Linked DNA regions of Mus musculus: all the other regions are linked to region 3. The links are chromatin contacts, called in public Hi-C maps. All regions are on one chromosome and are shown on one strand. Each heading gives the region's core, a stretch centred on a gene start, on an enhancer-like site or on the middle of the called end of the contact. The rest is flanking DNA. Distances are from core to core; before and after follow the strand shown. Region 1 holds the start of Cadm2 (cell adhesion molecule 2). Region 2 has its middle 230 kb from the start of Cadm2. Region 3 overlaps Cadm2 (cell adhesion molecule 2).

Region 1 (4,338 bases), core at 361-2,860, 730 kb after region 3:
AAAAAAAAAAGCAAACCACGCAGACTGGATAATAAAAAGTCGATGTGTTGATAAAGTGGATTTATGTCTTTTAAATTGTCCCTTCGCTCCGTTTTAAATTTCTTGTTTCATTCATATTCATATTCTCTCTCTCTCTCTCTCTCTCTCTCTCTCTCTCTCTCTCTCTCTCTCTCTCTCTCTCTCTCTCTCTCTCTTTCTCCGCTCGCTCGTACTCCTCTCTCTAGACCAGACAGAGTCTCCCTTCTCTTCCTAGGTGAATGACACGTCTCGCAATCCCCCACCCCCCCACCCCGGGGATGTTATTGCAATGCACACGGTGCCGCCGCTGCTGCTGTTCTTGCCGTCGCGGGAGCTTGCTTCCAGGCTCTCACACACTTTTTAAAAGACACATGGATGAGATGCTGGTGGGAAGAAGGGAAAGAGGAAGGCGACCCTAAAAGGGGAGGAGGTTAAAGAGATGACAAGAGGTGGAAAGGGTCGCTTAAGAGCGTGATGTGGGAGGTGGCTGGCGAGGGTGGGTGGGGGAATCGGAGAATGGAATGTTGAGACAGGCACAAGTTGCCAGCCACCCTGAGTGGGAGGGGGATGCTGGCGGGGATCGAGTGGGGTGGGATGAAGGCAGCTCAGGTGAATGAAAAGGCGAAAGGTGCCGCGTAAGGAGCTTTCTGCTACCAGAACTGGGCTGAGCCAGCGCTGGAGAAGCAACGGCTGGTGCAAACTGCCACTGCCCCCTGCAGCACCGGGGCGGAGGGGGAGGGACTGGAAACCGCCGGGCACTGGGGGATTGCCAGGGGAGAGTGGAAATACGGGGTGGAATGGCAAGGATGGGGAATGGGCGTGAAGCGATGCTCCCCACAGCGGGGCGGGGATTACCTTGTAACAGGAGCCCGCAGACACTGTAGAAGCGGAGAACCGCGCTGCGTTTCCAAATCATGGTCCCTTCTTTTAAGGGTCTGGGGAAGGATCGAGGGGGCAAGGAGATGCTGGTTGAGCGAACCACACAGTGCAAGGGCTCCGCTGGTGTCGTCCCCCCGGCTCCCGCCGGACCCACGGTACCGCCGCTGCTGTGTTCGAACCCGCGCGGAAGCTGGTTGCCGGCAGCAAAAGCGGCAGTGGCAGAGCACCCGCAGAATGGGGTTTCGGTGGGCTAAATAGTTTCTTCTCCTTCTGCTGCTGGTGGTGCAGCCCCGACAACCGATCTGCCCGGCACCGGTTTGGACCTTGCCTTCCTTTCGGAGCTCGAGGCAAGTCCCAGAGCCCGCCCGGAGGTTGCTCAGGCAGGTGATGCGGAGATGCCGGGGTGTCGGGGAAGGTGCAGGCGAGGGCTGCAAGGAGTGGGTAGGTCACGGAAGGGAGGGGTGGGGGACAGGGGCAGCAAGCTGGCAGCACCGCCGCTCGCGCTCGGGTGTCAGAGTCCTGGGAGAAGAGGTGGGCAGCAGTGGTAGCAGCGCTTGGTAGCGGTGGCAGCAGCGGCGGCGGCGGCTCCCGGATGCTCCGGCTGCAGCAGCAGCAGTGGCGGCGGCGGCGGCGGCGGCGGCGGCGGCGGCGACGGAGGCGGCGGCGGCGGCAGCGGCGGCAGCAGCAGCTCTAGCGAGCACCAGACACAAGGGCAAGCTCAGCGCCGCGAAGGCCCCGCCCCTACCCTGGCCAGGGATAGGCTCCACCCCCTGACCAATAGGAACACACCCACCCACCACACCGGGCCAATGACAGAGAAGGGTGGGAGGAGACAAGCGCCGGGAAAAACAAACAGGCTTCTCAAGGACCCTTCGGGCAGGAAGCTCTGAAGCCCCCTTTCACGCACTCAGGACTGGTGTCACCTCCTTAAAGGTGGCCACGTGCTAACTTGCAGGGAAGACAGCCCTGTTCATGAACAGGTGCTGAGCCCTGGAGAAGAATTCAGCCAATCGCCACCGCGAGGGGGCGGGGTTAGCTGGATCTTCCCCCCCCCCCCCCACCACCACCACACACCCCCAGCACCATCCCATCCCACACCCCTAGGTTCTGGAATCCGATGTGCCTGGGCACGGTCCTGGGTGCGAAGTTCTTCTGAGCATTTGGACTCCTAGAGCAGATGGTGGCTTCACCTGCCCACTCACCAGCTGCAGTAGCAATCTTCAATGCTCCCAGCCGCAAAAGGGAGAGATTACAGAGGGCGTGGGAGAGGCTAAGTATAGGGCGCTGAACACCTACCTGCCTGCAAGAACTTGGGGAAGCAGAGATTTAGAAGTAAAGGAAAAAAATCACTTTGTTGTTGTTGTTGTTGTTTTTTCTTCAAAAAGTTTACGTATACCACGTCCACTTCTCCACATAGCTCTGGGAGTGACTGTATAGGGACTGAGATCCGGTTCAAATCCCATAGCTGTCTCTTTGGTTTCATAATGCTTTTGTGGTGGTATTTCTGAAGCCTTCTCAACTGAAAAAGATGATAGTAATAGTTCTCTTACCATGTAAAGAGCAAACATGTAACTGGGGCCCGATAGTTTGTCTGCTTTGCGAAGAATAGTGTAGCTGTGAAGAGGATTTTTCCTAATTAAAAATAACAGGGAATCTTATAAAATTTCTTTTAAAATGCCAACAATACTCCTAAGAAGAAAGAAGAGGAAATGTGTTTCATTCGAGGGTGTGACATAAAGTGGTCAGGAAGAATCACTTAATACAAACCACGAGCTTTAGAAGTCCAGCTTTAAATGAGCAAGACAAATTATTCACAAGTTTTTCTAACCGAGATTAATTCGTAGTTTTTTCTCCCTATGACCAGTTTTTAATTGGACCAAATTAGCAGATGATGGAAGAGTTCTGGTGTGTTGAATCAGTCACAACGTAAATAGGTCGGCTTTGTTAGATAACACACAATAGAAGCTTGCAACCAAAAAGGACTGAGGCAAAGATGAGAGGAGAGACCTATAGGGATGCCCTTTGCCCTTTCTCAAGACTGCTGCTTCCTTTGCGGCAACTTTTTATGAGCAACCCTTAAAGCCTTTTAGGTAATGACCCATTCATATCTCTACTCAACTTTCTCCATAGGTTCTCAAAATTAAGGTGTGTCATTTCAGTAATAAAATTGCAAGTAGGGTCTGAAAGGAGGAGGACGGGGGAATAATTTTATTACTGCTGAAGGTAGTTGCCCACCATGAGTTTTAGACATTAGGGAAGACAGAAAGCCCTTGCATACTGCTATCACTTAAGCTGCAGGGAGCATCAAAAGGTGATGCCCTAATACCATAACCCTTGCTTCAGCTCTGTGTCAGGAAGACTGTAACAAATGGGAATGTCAAAAAAGGACGGTTTGATATGTCAAGGTTACTGGGTTCTAGTTTGTACCCGTTTTATGGCTGTATTACCCCGAGACCTCTCCCCTTGAATCATCCAAAGTAGACTTTGATCATTTCTAAAGTTGCAATGAGCAGAAAGGTAAAAAATAAAATAAAATAAGAAAGAACACACACACACAACTTGTCATATTTAGGACAACATCCCAGTTGTTCCAGTTGGCAGGAATATTTCAGCACTGGTGACTGACAATGTGAAACAGATTACATTTGATTCTTGTTGGAAAACACACAGGCAAGAACTGTGGTCCTAGGAACTAAGAACTGCAGAATCTCCCATGTTAAGCAGCACTCACTGGACTGGAATCTTCCTGGAAACTCAGTTTTGAAAGCATTGAACATTAGCATTATTTTGCCAGATACTCCATGGGGAATTTCAACATTCTCATCAAGTGGAAGACACTAGGCCTCCAGGGACTTAAGATATACTATTATTTTAAGGAACTTCAAAGATAAGTTTCTGAAAATAAACCGAAAACGTCACCTGTAAAGTACAGAAGCAAACTACCCAAATTAATTCGTTTTAAGAAAATATTAAAAGTTTTATTCATGAGTTGAAACTCACATGAACACCAACATCTTGGATACAGGGGGCAGGAAGTGTTTCAAGATTTAAGGTGAGAAACATCCAAATCATAAACCCTGGGAATTTGGTAATTTCATTTTTATGTCCCAAACCAGATCTGCTCCATTTTCAAAGTAGTGCACTCTTAGATGTCATTAATTTAATCCAATCAATTTTTTAAACGTATCAAACATGGGTAGCAGAGATGGCTCAGCAGTTAAGAGTACTTATTGCTTTTCTGGAGAACTAAGTTCCATTTTCAGTACTGACATGATACACAAGAGCTCAAAACTGCTTGTAACATCAATTTCAAGTGATCTGTTACACTATTCTGGCTTCTATGGGTGAAGACACATTATACAAACAAACATACAAGTCAAACCATCATATACATAAAATGTTTTAAAACTTAAAATCTATCAAATATTCAGTGTTCTTTAG
Region 2 (4,459 bases), core at 1,492-3,991, 960 kb after region 3:
TAAAAACAACTAGGAATATATGTCAGCTTAGTGTGTTTCATGTTGGCATGATTGGCTTTAATTTAATACAAACATAGACATATCTTGGAAGAAGAAATATCAATTGAAGAATTGCCTTGATTCAATTGACTGGCCTATTGACCAACTTATTGACTGATAAATTAAGGTTATAGAGATCACCCTATGGGGAGTGGTGCCACCTCTGTCAGGGTTGCTATGGCTTGTACAACAAAGAACTGAGCAAGCTGGACAGGAATGGAAAGTTGGTTAGTAGAGTGGCACTAAGACCTCTTCTATCTCCCAGTTCTTGCCTTTATTTCCTACCCAGGATTCCCTGATGATAGACTATAATCTGGAAGAGAATGTTTTTCATGACAACTACGTACTCAAACATGGTTAGAAGACATGTTAATATTTCAGAGAGTCATACTGAAATTTGAGTTTCCCAGTTTTACTATGCTTGAATGTCTCAAGTCTCCAATGCCACTCACCAAGAGTCAACTTTGAGTTTGTGGAATTTGGTTCATTTGTTTACCAGTAGATAAGGAATCGTCCTATTTATCCACAGCTAGTCTGATTCTCATTTTAAAACATTGTCTGGCCTCAAACACGTGACAGCTCTCTTTTCTTACTGTTTCTAAATATTGGGCTAGTACACAGTCAATGTGTGTTTAAATGAAATATTCTCAGAGAGCTCTCTGGACTTATCAATATCAATTAAGTCCCTTTTGTGTCCTTTACTTAATTAGTTATTTATACTTAAACCAATGGTCTACCATAATAATGCTAATGTTTACTTGCTTGTTTGTACACTACTGTGTACTTCTTAATAATTTTTCTCTAGTTTGAAGAATTATGCAGAAATGTGTGCTTCTTCATTTTACACAGCACTCTATGTTGTAAACTTTTTTTTCCTATCTAACATACTTATTTGTTAATATTTTATGACTGAATTAAAGAACAAAGAAAAGATCCACGCGTTCCCAAGTACCTTGAAAAGTTTCAGATCATTAGACATCTTATTAAGGAAGTTACAAGTAAACGATTGGAAATTACAGAATAAGAAGCAAAGAATAAACTGTTTACTGTGTGTCAGATGCTGTTAATTGCTCTGCCTGTACCATCTGACTCAATCCTCAAGGCAACGCTCTAAGGTTGTTATTATTTCTACCTCACGTCATGAAACAACAGAGGGCAAGAGAGTTCATATATCCTTGTTAATGGAGCATTGAGCTAAGACTTGATTCTATGCCATTGTTAAAGCTACTGTGCCTCTCCTATTCCACAACTTTTAAGGGTTTATGAATAAAATGGAATAAAATAAAGGCAGAAAGTAAAAACATACTATGTTTATAAAAATTTTAAATAGAGAAGAAAAGAATAATTATGGGGAGGTAATTGTCATGCTTGTTTTGTTGCAGACTTTAATCATATGTTTATATGGTAACCAAAATGGAATGTTCTATCCTTGCTAGCAGTTTTTGAAATAAAGAAGCAATTGATCATGTGAAATCCTGGAGGGCTTAAGCTACCATGTACTTGATGAGTAAATGACAAATTAAAATATCACTAAGCTCAAAGGAATACAAGAACAGATTGTGAGAAATTATAATAGATTTATAGGTGGGAAGGAGTGTAGAATTAAGAAGACTACTCAATAAAGCCTTTGAAACTTTTTTCTTCTGGTAAAATTATCCTGTAAGAAATTATAAATTATCCTGTAAAATATAAAATGTAGGCTACACCAAATGATGATGAACTGGTCTTAAACCAAATTTCGGTCAAAAGAAGTTATTAATATTGAAAGAGAATGTCTGATTGACTATCAGAGGTAAACTGATTTGCATCCAGAGGAGGATAATAATTGTTTTTACTACCTATCTATGACAGTTATATAAGTGTCATTTTCCAGGAGAGATATGATTAAAAGTAAGTGTTGAGATAGAAAATATAATGTTACTAGTATCTATCAATGGGCTGCAGAATAAATGAGAAAAAAAGGGAAGAGAGGAATGGAGGGAGCAAATGATAGAAAGAGGGAGGGAAAGGATAAAAGAAAATAACTTTAGCCTGTGTTCAGTTCACAATTAATCTTCTGCTATCATAATATTTGCATGATATTTTGCATACCAAATTGTTTCAAGAGCTTTAGTGGGTGATTTATAAGGGAGCTGCAAATCAACTTATATCCTTTGGAACACATTACATGTCCTCTCTGAACTGTGAGTTACTGTTGTGAATATGAAAAAATACAAAGTAATATAGAATATGACCCTTGCCTTTAAGAGGCTAATAATGTTTGTAGAAAGAAAAAAAAAACATGCAGATAATTACAGAATATTCATGGGCTTGGCTGTGAAACTGGATTATATATAGACTAGAAGAAAAAAAAAAAAAAAGGAAAGGTCAATGTCAGCAAAAGTAATCAAAAGAAAGTGCGCAGTGAGGTAGATAAGACTTACTCCAGGTCATGAGAATTACGGAAGATTTAGATAAACAGAAAGGGTGAGAGAAAACCACATTAGGATGATACAAGTATTCAGGGCTTGCAGGTGACAAAGGGCAGTGGTTGGAGAATGTAAATGCTGCTTCAGGTAGCTGAAATCATCAGAAAACAGTCAATACAGAGTACACAAAAACCCTCAGCAGAAGAGAAAGGGGAACTGTGGCAGATATTCTGACTGCTTGCAACATTAGGAGCAGCAGATCGACCAGATGGGACTGCAGAAGCCAGGGATGGGGTGGATCTTTTTAAAAATAGGCAGAAAGCTACCCATTAAATTGAGAAGCTGAGCCCAGGATGGTGACAGGTTTTGAAAAGAATGGGCGGAAAGAAACATAAGCCACAATTTGGCTTTTCAAAGCCACACATGCACAAACAAAAAAAAAAAAAAAAAACTTCAAATATGAAAGATGAGAATGTGAAGTTCAAACAGCAGAGTCTTTTAATTTTTGCTCTGAATTTCTTTGAACTTGTTTACTTTGTTTTATTTATTCTGTCAAATTATTGTCTCTAATATTTGAATATTTAATTCACAAAATGATTTCATAGCCGTTAAAGTAAACTTTAGGTAATAATAAATTTAACAATAATTCCAAGATGAAATAAAGCTTTTAAAATGTTTCATTACACTTTCGATGGTTAAATTTACTCTTATACTCTTAATTTTTTTTTACAGTATTATTTGTTTTGCTTTTGGTCTTTACATGATCCTACTATTTTTACAAATTAAATTGAACTCATTTCTCTGAAACCATTTACTAATTTAGAATTCCATCTTTCTTATGCAGTTGATTAAAAATTAAGCTCTGAGGCAAGAGATATGGTTTAGTTATTAATATTATGACCATTACATGGCTCCATAGGTGTGTTCCTAGCCCTCAAGTTTAACAGTTCACAATAACTTATAACTCTAGTTCCAGGGTATCTAACACCCTTTTCTGGAATCCATGGGCACCTGCACACAGATTCACATAATCCTGCACACACACACACACACACACACACACACACACACACACACACACGCACGCACGTACATAGACACACATAAACAAATAACAAAAGTAAATCCTTAAAATTAGATCCTGATTAAATTTTTCTGCATTATAAAGCAAATAGAACATCTATACTGCATAATTTTTCAATCTATTTGATTTGTAAGTAAAATGGAATTTTATCAAGACTTTTAACCTTATATATTTTTAACAATAGATATGAGTGAATAAACTGGTCACTGAAAAAAAATGAAGAAAACAAAAACGGTGTAAAATGGAGCAATGGATCATGGCATATAAGATTAACACATTATTTCCTCAGCTTCAATTATCTTAATGTTTGAAAGCATTTTTCATTATGTAAAACAAAGTGAATTGCCATCATTAAAGTATTTCTGTTTGGTAGTCTGAAAGAGATTATGCATGCAAATATTAGACAGATTTAAAAAATATTCCTTGTTAATTCCCTGCTTTCAAAAACAAGTTGATTGCATTATATAAATATTTTGGTGTTATTTGAAAGAAAATAGCTGGTGTGGGAAATGGAATAATCTTCCCTAAGGATGTCCTCATCATAATTATAAGGACCGTGAATGTGATACCATTGTGAAGGAGTAGCTGGAGGTTCTCCACTTAGTCTATCTACATAGACACAGGGGAAACTTCTTTTGTGTTGACGGCTCTGATGTCCACACTGGGCTTCCAGATCTAGAGGCTTGTATCTATTACCCGTGAGAGCTGAAGGATTGGGACTCTGAGCATTAAAAGCCAAAGAGGCATTGTTTTATATATGCAATTCACAGAGTTTAGAATTGTAAACATAGTCCTATAGCTCTTGGACTCTAGAGGTTAGGGAATTTTCTTGAGGTTGAGTAATCTATGCTTGTAAGGCATATAGGCTCATACCCTGCCTTCTCCTTTCCATCCTCTCACTGACTGCAATCTCAGTAGGGCTGTAATT
Region 3 (4,675 bases), core at 379-2,878:
CACTGAGAGGGAATAAGTAACACTCGGTGGTTTTTAAGGATGTAAGATCAAATTCTGGGGGCAAATTAACAAATTAACAGTAATTTAGGATTTCTCATTATATTTCTTTTCCCAAATATAAGGAAGACTTTTTGCAAGAAATGTCCAGACTTAAAAAAATAATAATGGAAAACAAAAAGAAGACAACAAAATTTGGGAACGTGCAGCTTTTCAATAAAAAAAAAAGTGTCAAAACCTCCGGTTATATAATGGCCTGTAATTTAACCCTTTCATTTGAAAGTATGGTTACACGACCCTATATCTGCTAAATGTATTTATAAAGTTATCTGATTCTGAAAAGATACTGCCACTGGAGTTAAATGACACAAAATATTTTTTCAGTTTGTTTAAACAATATTTTCTTTTCTCTCAGAAACGTAATTAAATGCAAAATGCATTCCTTGTGTTGAGTTTCTTATTTATGGGTTGCAAAAAGCACAAATGCCAAGTGGATCAGTACATGTAAAATATGCTAATTGTTGTGAACTATGAAGCCAGCAAGAAACAGAATGGAGTAGGCTGTGCATTTTACAGTGATGTGCTATGTAGGTCTACTCTTGTTTGGCTTTTTGCTTCATGTTATTTCAGCTCTCCCTGTCTGCTTGCTCTCTCTCTCTCTCTCTCCCCCCTCTATTGTCTCTTCTCTCAACTAGTTCAGGGCGTATTTAAATAAAGAATGTGCATCTTACAAAGTTGGAGATCATTCATGTCGCCTAAATTAGAGTCTAAAAATACATCTAAGTGCACACACAGTGTGTTATTACTTCCACTAAATTACTAAAGGCATTCGAAACAAATAACCTTCTAATGTGAAAGTTGTGGCTCAGTAGTTGTGTGGACTGAAGCACATTGCATACGAAAGCCTATTAGATGGCAAAACACAAATGTCAGGAAGGCAGGTTTACAATCCCCAAGGGAACCACAGTGGATGCTCTATCACCCGAGACAGGAAATTGGAGGAAAAATTAAGACTGATAACTAAGTGCAAATTGGTTCTCCTTGTGGTGTAACCCCCTCTTCTTCACATACTTACAGAGATTTTACTTGTCATCTTGTTTTTCTCTTTTCTGTTTTGTTTTCTAGAATGTAGATTTTAGACAATTCCTGAAATCTATTGGCTGTACCAAATAATTTTATTTTTCTTTGAGTCTACTGCATTTTTTCCCCTGCATTCAACTTTCCATTTAGAATATAACACCTGGTCTCCACCTTCTGTGCCATCCCTCATCCCAGCCACTGTGGAGCATGGCCATCAGACCATGCTGCCTGCCAGTTTCCATAGAGACAGGATGCACATTGGAGACCCATGTTCCATTACAACTGCCAGACCAAAGCCGGGAAGAGACAAAGCTGGCGGCCAGTGGGTCTTGCAAGGCCAGGAAAGGTTGGAGAGGCTTTCTCTTCCTCATATCGAAGCAAAACAGTGCCAAACTGGCAGCTTCGGGAGTTACAATCCTGTAGACCAGATCCTGGGGTTCACCGTGGCCATTGTGAGCATCACACTCTGATACCAACCCAGAGAGCAGAAGCTGCCGCACACCCAAAGCTTGGACCTCACCCCTTGTTGGCTCTGATCCGTGACAAAAGGCTCTTTCAGATTTACAGTGGCACCCGCAGCTCCTGAGGCACAGAACCATAACTCTCCTGTAGAAACTCCACGTCATTCTCTTTTCCGGAATGCGGGATGAGTTTTCTAGGTCATTCATACAAGGCAAACTTTAGGACTTAAGAGAAAAACCGCATCTCCAATGTATCCAACAATAACTCTTGACTAGGTGATCCTATAAACCATAACCTTCTTAGAGAATTCACAGAAAAGTTGTACTGTCTATATAAAAAATTTTTCTAGTCTGTTTTATTATTCAGTATTATCACCAAATCCATATATTCTTAATTATAATTTTTAGGGAGTATTTATAAATCTCTAAGAAACTTATTAAATAAATGTTTTCTGTTCTTATATAAAGTGTAGTTCATTAACCTATATTTTAATATCATTTGACTATTTAACTGTTTAGTATTCTTTTTTAAAAAGTTACATCTATAAAGTCAATTTTCCACTGAAAGGGGAAAATTGGTGTGTTATAATCATTTAAATTTGCATTTTGTTGGCAGAAAATTCAATCAGATTCTAAAGGAATAGTAAGGGTGCTTACATATTTGATATGTCTGGGAAGGTTCATGAATTAAAACAACTAAATTTAATATATTTTAAATATCAAATACAACAGAAATCTGCACTGCTAGTTATATTTTTAGAAGAGATATAAAATGTAAAGTACAGTTAAATATTAAACAAATTAAACAATTAAATATTAAAATATTAATTTATAATGTACAACTAATATACATATACATAAAATATATCTTAGCAAAATAAGACAAAGATAATGGGGCAAATTACAAATACAAATATACTAGGTCTTTAATCTGATGTTGTAGTTTTTGTTTTCCTCAATTTTAAACAGAAAACAAGGTTTTTGATTTAATGAATTTTAGTCTGAATTTTAAGTACTAGTTATTGATTTAATTTAGCATCTATATGCAGGAGTTATTTTTCTTTAGAATTGTCTCATATTTCACACATTTCTGAAAAATATGATGTAAGATTGACATTGGCTTTCTATTGATACTGTTTTTATTATTCGTTGTACTAAATATAAATAATTTCATTAAAGCAATCAATATATCTACTTATGTTTGAAGGAACCTTTATAATATTTTCTTTTAAATAATATTTCTGTAAATTTTAAGTTGTGAAAAATAAAATAATAAAAAAGTATAAAACATATATTACACGTTTTAATGGATAATTTCAATTCATATTAACCACTAAACTACAGTTATAATGTAGTCTTTTCTGAACATATACTTACTATTTGAGTGGAATTTTTCAATAAAATGTTCTTCAATTACATGAATTTATTTGTCAGATATATGCTTGATGGTGACAGTGTACCTCCCATGGGCATGACTTGAGTAGATCACCTAGAAATGACAGCTGTCCGTTCAGAACTGGCAATGAAGAGGAAGCAGCAAAATTGAAAAGACAAATACTAAAAGAAGTATCCAGCTGAGAAACGGTAACATTTCAACTATTATCTGCTTTCAAGAAAAAGCCAACAATTTGAAAATAGCCTTAGGGCAAGGATGGTGCAGAGCCAGTACTGTTCCACCAACAGCTATAAGTAAAAATCTCTAGATCAGAGTCAAAAAAAAAACTGCTGGCAGTTGAAGGAACTGAAAGGAAAGACATACAACAAAGGGAAACAAAACCCACTGAGATTGATGCCCAATGAGAGGCAGCTGGGGATGGTCCAAGGTGAGCCTGGAAGGAGGGCCCAGTCAGACTACAGGGAACTTTTCCTGTCTAAGGATCTCACCTTTACTCAGGAAGGTATGCAATGGGAAGCTAGCAGGAGAAGTCATGTGACTCCCCATTCCCACTTACATTCCCAGAAAGCATTTTTTTTTCGGCTTCATATTAACCCTATCAAAGTAATATCAAGTATCAAAGCACTTGATGGTGTGCATGAACATCATTGTGCAAGTTGAACATAATGTCAAGAACTTTGTTGAATTATACAGGTTTAAAACTCATTTAAAGGTTTGTAAAGGTGACAAGTCTTCATTTGTTTGTTGTTGTTGTTTTGATCTATATGGTTGTTAACTTTCTGGTAAATGCTTAGATCTGTTTATTGAATTGCACTTTTAGTACAACATATTCTCTCTCATACACCCGCATTCCCTCCCATTTGCTAGAGAAACAAACACTCATTTCCACTCTAAATGCCATGGATGCTTTAGGTTGTTGTTGTTTTGTTGTTGTTGTTGTTGTTGTTGTTGTTGTTGATGATGTTGCTTTTACTAACAATGATGAATCTTCACTTTATTGCCCATGTTTATTTCTTTGCAATACATTTTCGGGGTGGATGTGCCTTTATCATATAACTCTACAAATAATTCATCCTTTGGATAATATAACATAAATATCTTCTAGGTATAGAATTTTAGTCCTCAAGGTAGTAACTGGCATAAATTATTGATGGGAAATTATTGATTAAAAATGATTAAGAAATTATACATATACTTTACCTCTCACTCCTTGACATGCATATAAATTTGTCTTATAACCATGGGCACACAATTCTAAACACATAAACATTGTGTTGCGATGATATCACTTTAATTATTTAAAGTGGAGATCAATATGCAGGAACGTATGAATCAACAGAATATTCCCTGGGGAACAATCTCCCATTTGAAAAAAATGTGTAGTAACATAGTGGCTAATGGGATGTGTTTTCTGCTGTTTGATCATTTCTGAATGCACAAAGATTTCATTAATGCTGATTTCGCCCATCTTGTCCGTGTTTACAAGCTTTGATGTACAAGCCCTTTGTAGTGCCATATTAGATCCAGGGGAACAGTACCCTGCTAGAGCAAGTGCAAACCGACCCGGGAAAATATTAATGTGAAGGTTGATACTTTGTATAGAATCCTGCAGACAAACCAGCTTCAGGAATTATACATTTGATGATTAAAAAAAAAAAAGCTAAGGAATACCAATGCCTGCATTCATGGTGATTATTGCATCTTTGTTTGGTTAGATAATTATAACAGAGTGAAGTGTTTA

The links. Hi-C and Micro-C count contacts between places; a contact is called where the count stands out from the background.
Region 1: a Hi-C map of cerebellum shows a contact between it and region 3, with 2.1 times the contacts expected there. The contact joins the promoter of Cadm2 here to the enhancer-like site in region 3. A contact is called at or near these places in 3 of 484 Hi-C or Micro-C datasets (cerebellar granule neurons and cerebellum) and 2 of 115 datasets of contacts at active chromatin or transcription factors (astrocytes and embryonic forebrain).
Region 2: a Hi-C map of cerebellum shows a contact between it and region 3, with 2.0 times the contacts expected there. The contact joins two enhancer-like sites. A contact is called at or near these places in 2 of 484 Hi-C or Micro-C datasets (cerebellar granule neurons and cerebellum).

Annotation. Positions count from the first base shown.
Region 1 is chr16:67,619,298-67,623,635 of GRCm38.p6, forward strand. It overlaps Cadm2 (cell adhesion molecule 2), which reads right to left and starts at 1,611. Exons shown (of 10, transcript NM_178721.4): 1 at 874-1,611. The coding sequence starts at 934.
Region 2 is chr16:67,847,685-67,852,143 of GRCm38.p6, forward strand. No RefSeq gene overlaps it. Among named protein-coding and RNA genes, the nearest start is that of Cadm2, 230 kb to the left of the region's middle. Within about 2 kb of position 2,742, at least 12 of the 459 cell types and tissues checked have an H3K27ac peak or open chromatin away from gene starts, as enhancers often do. A contact at or near this core is called in cerebellum, where this site is marked.
Region 3 is chr16:66,891,148-66,895,822 of GRCm38.p6, forward strand. All of the region lies in intron 2 of Cadm2 (cell adhesion molecule 2), which reads right to left. Among named protein-coding and RNA genes, the nearest start is that of 1700010K23Rik, 240 kb to the left of the region's middle. Within about 2 kb of position 1,629, at least 9 of the 459 cell types and tissues checked have an H3K27ac peak or open chromatin away from gene starts, as enhancers often do. A contact at or near this core is called in cerebellum, where this site is marked.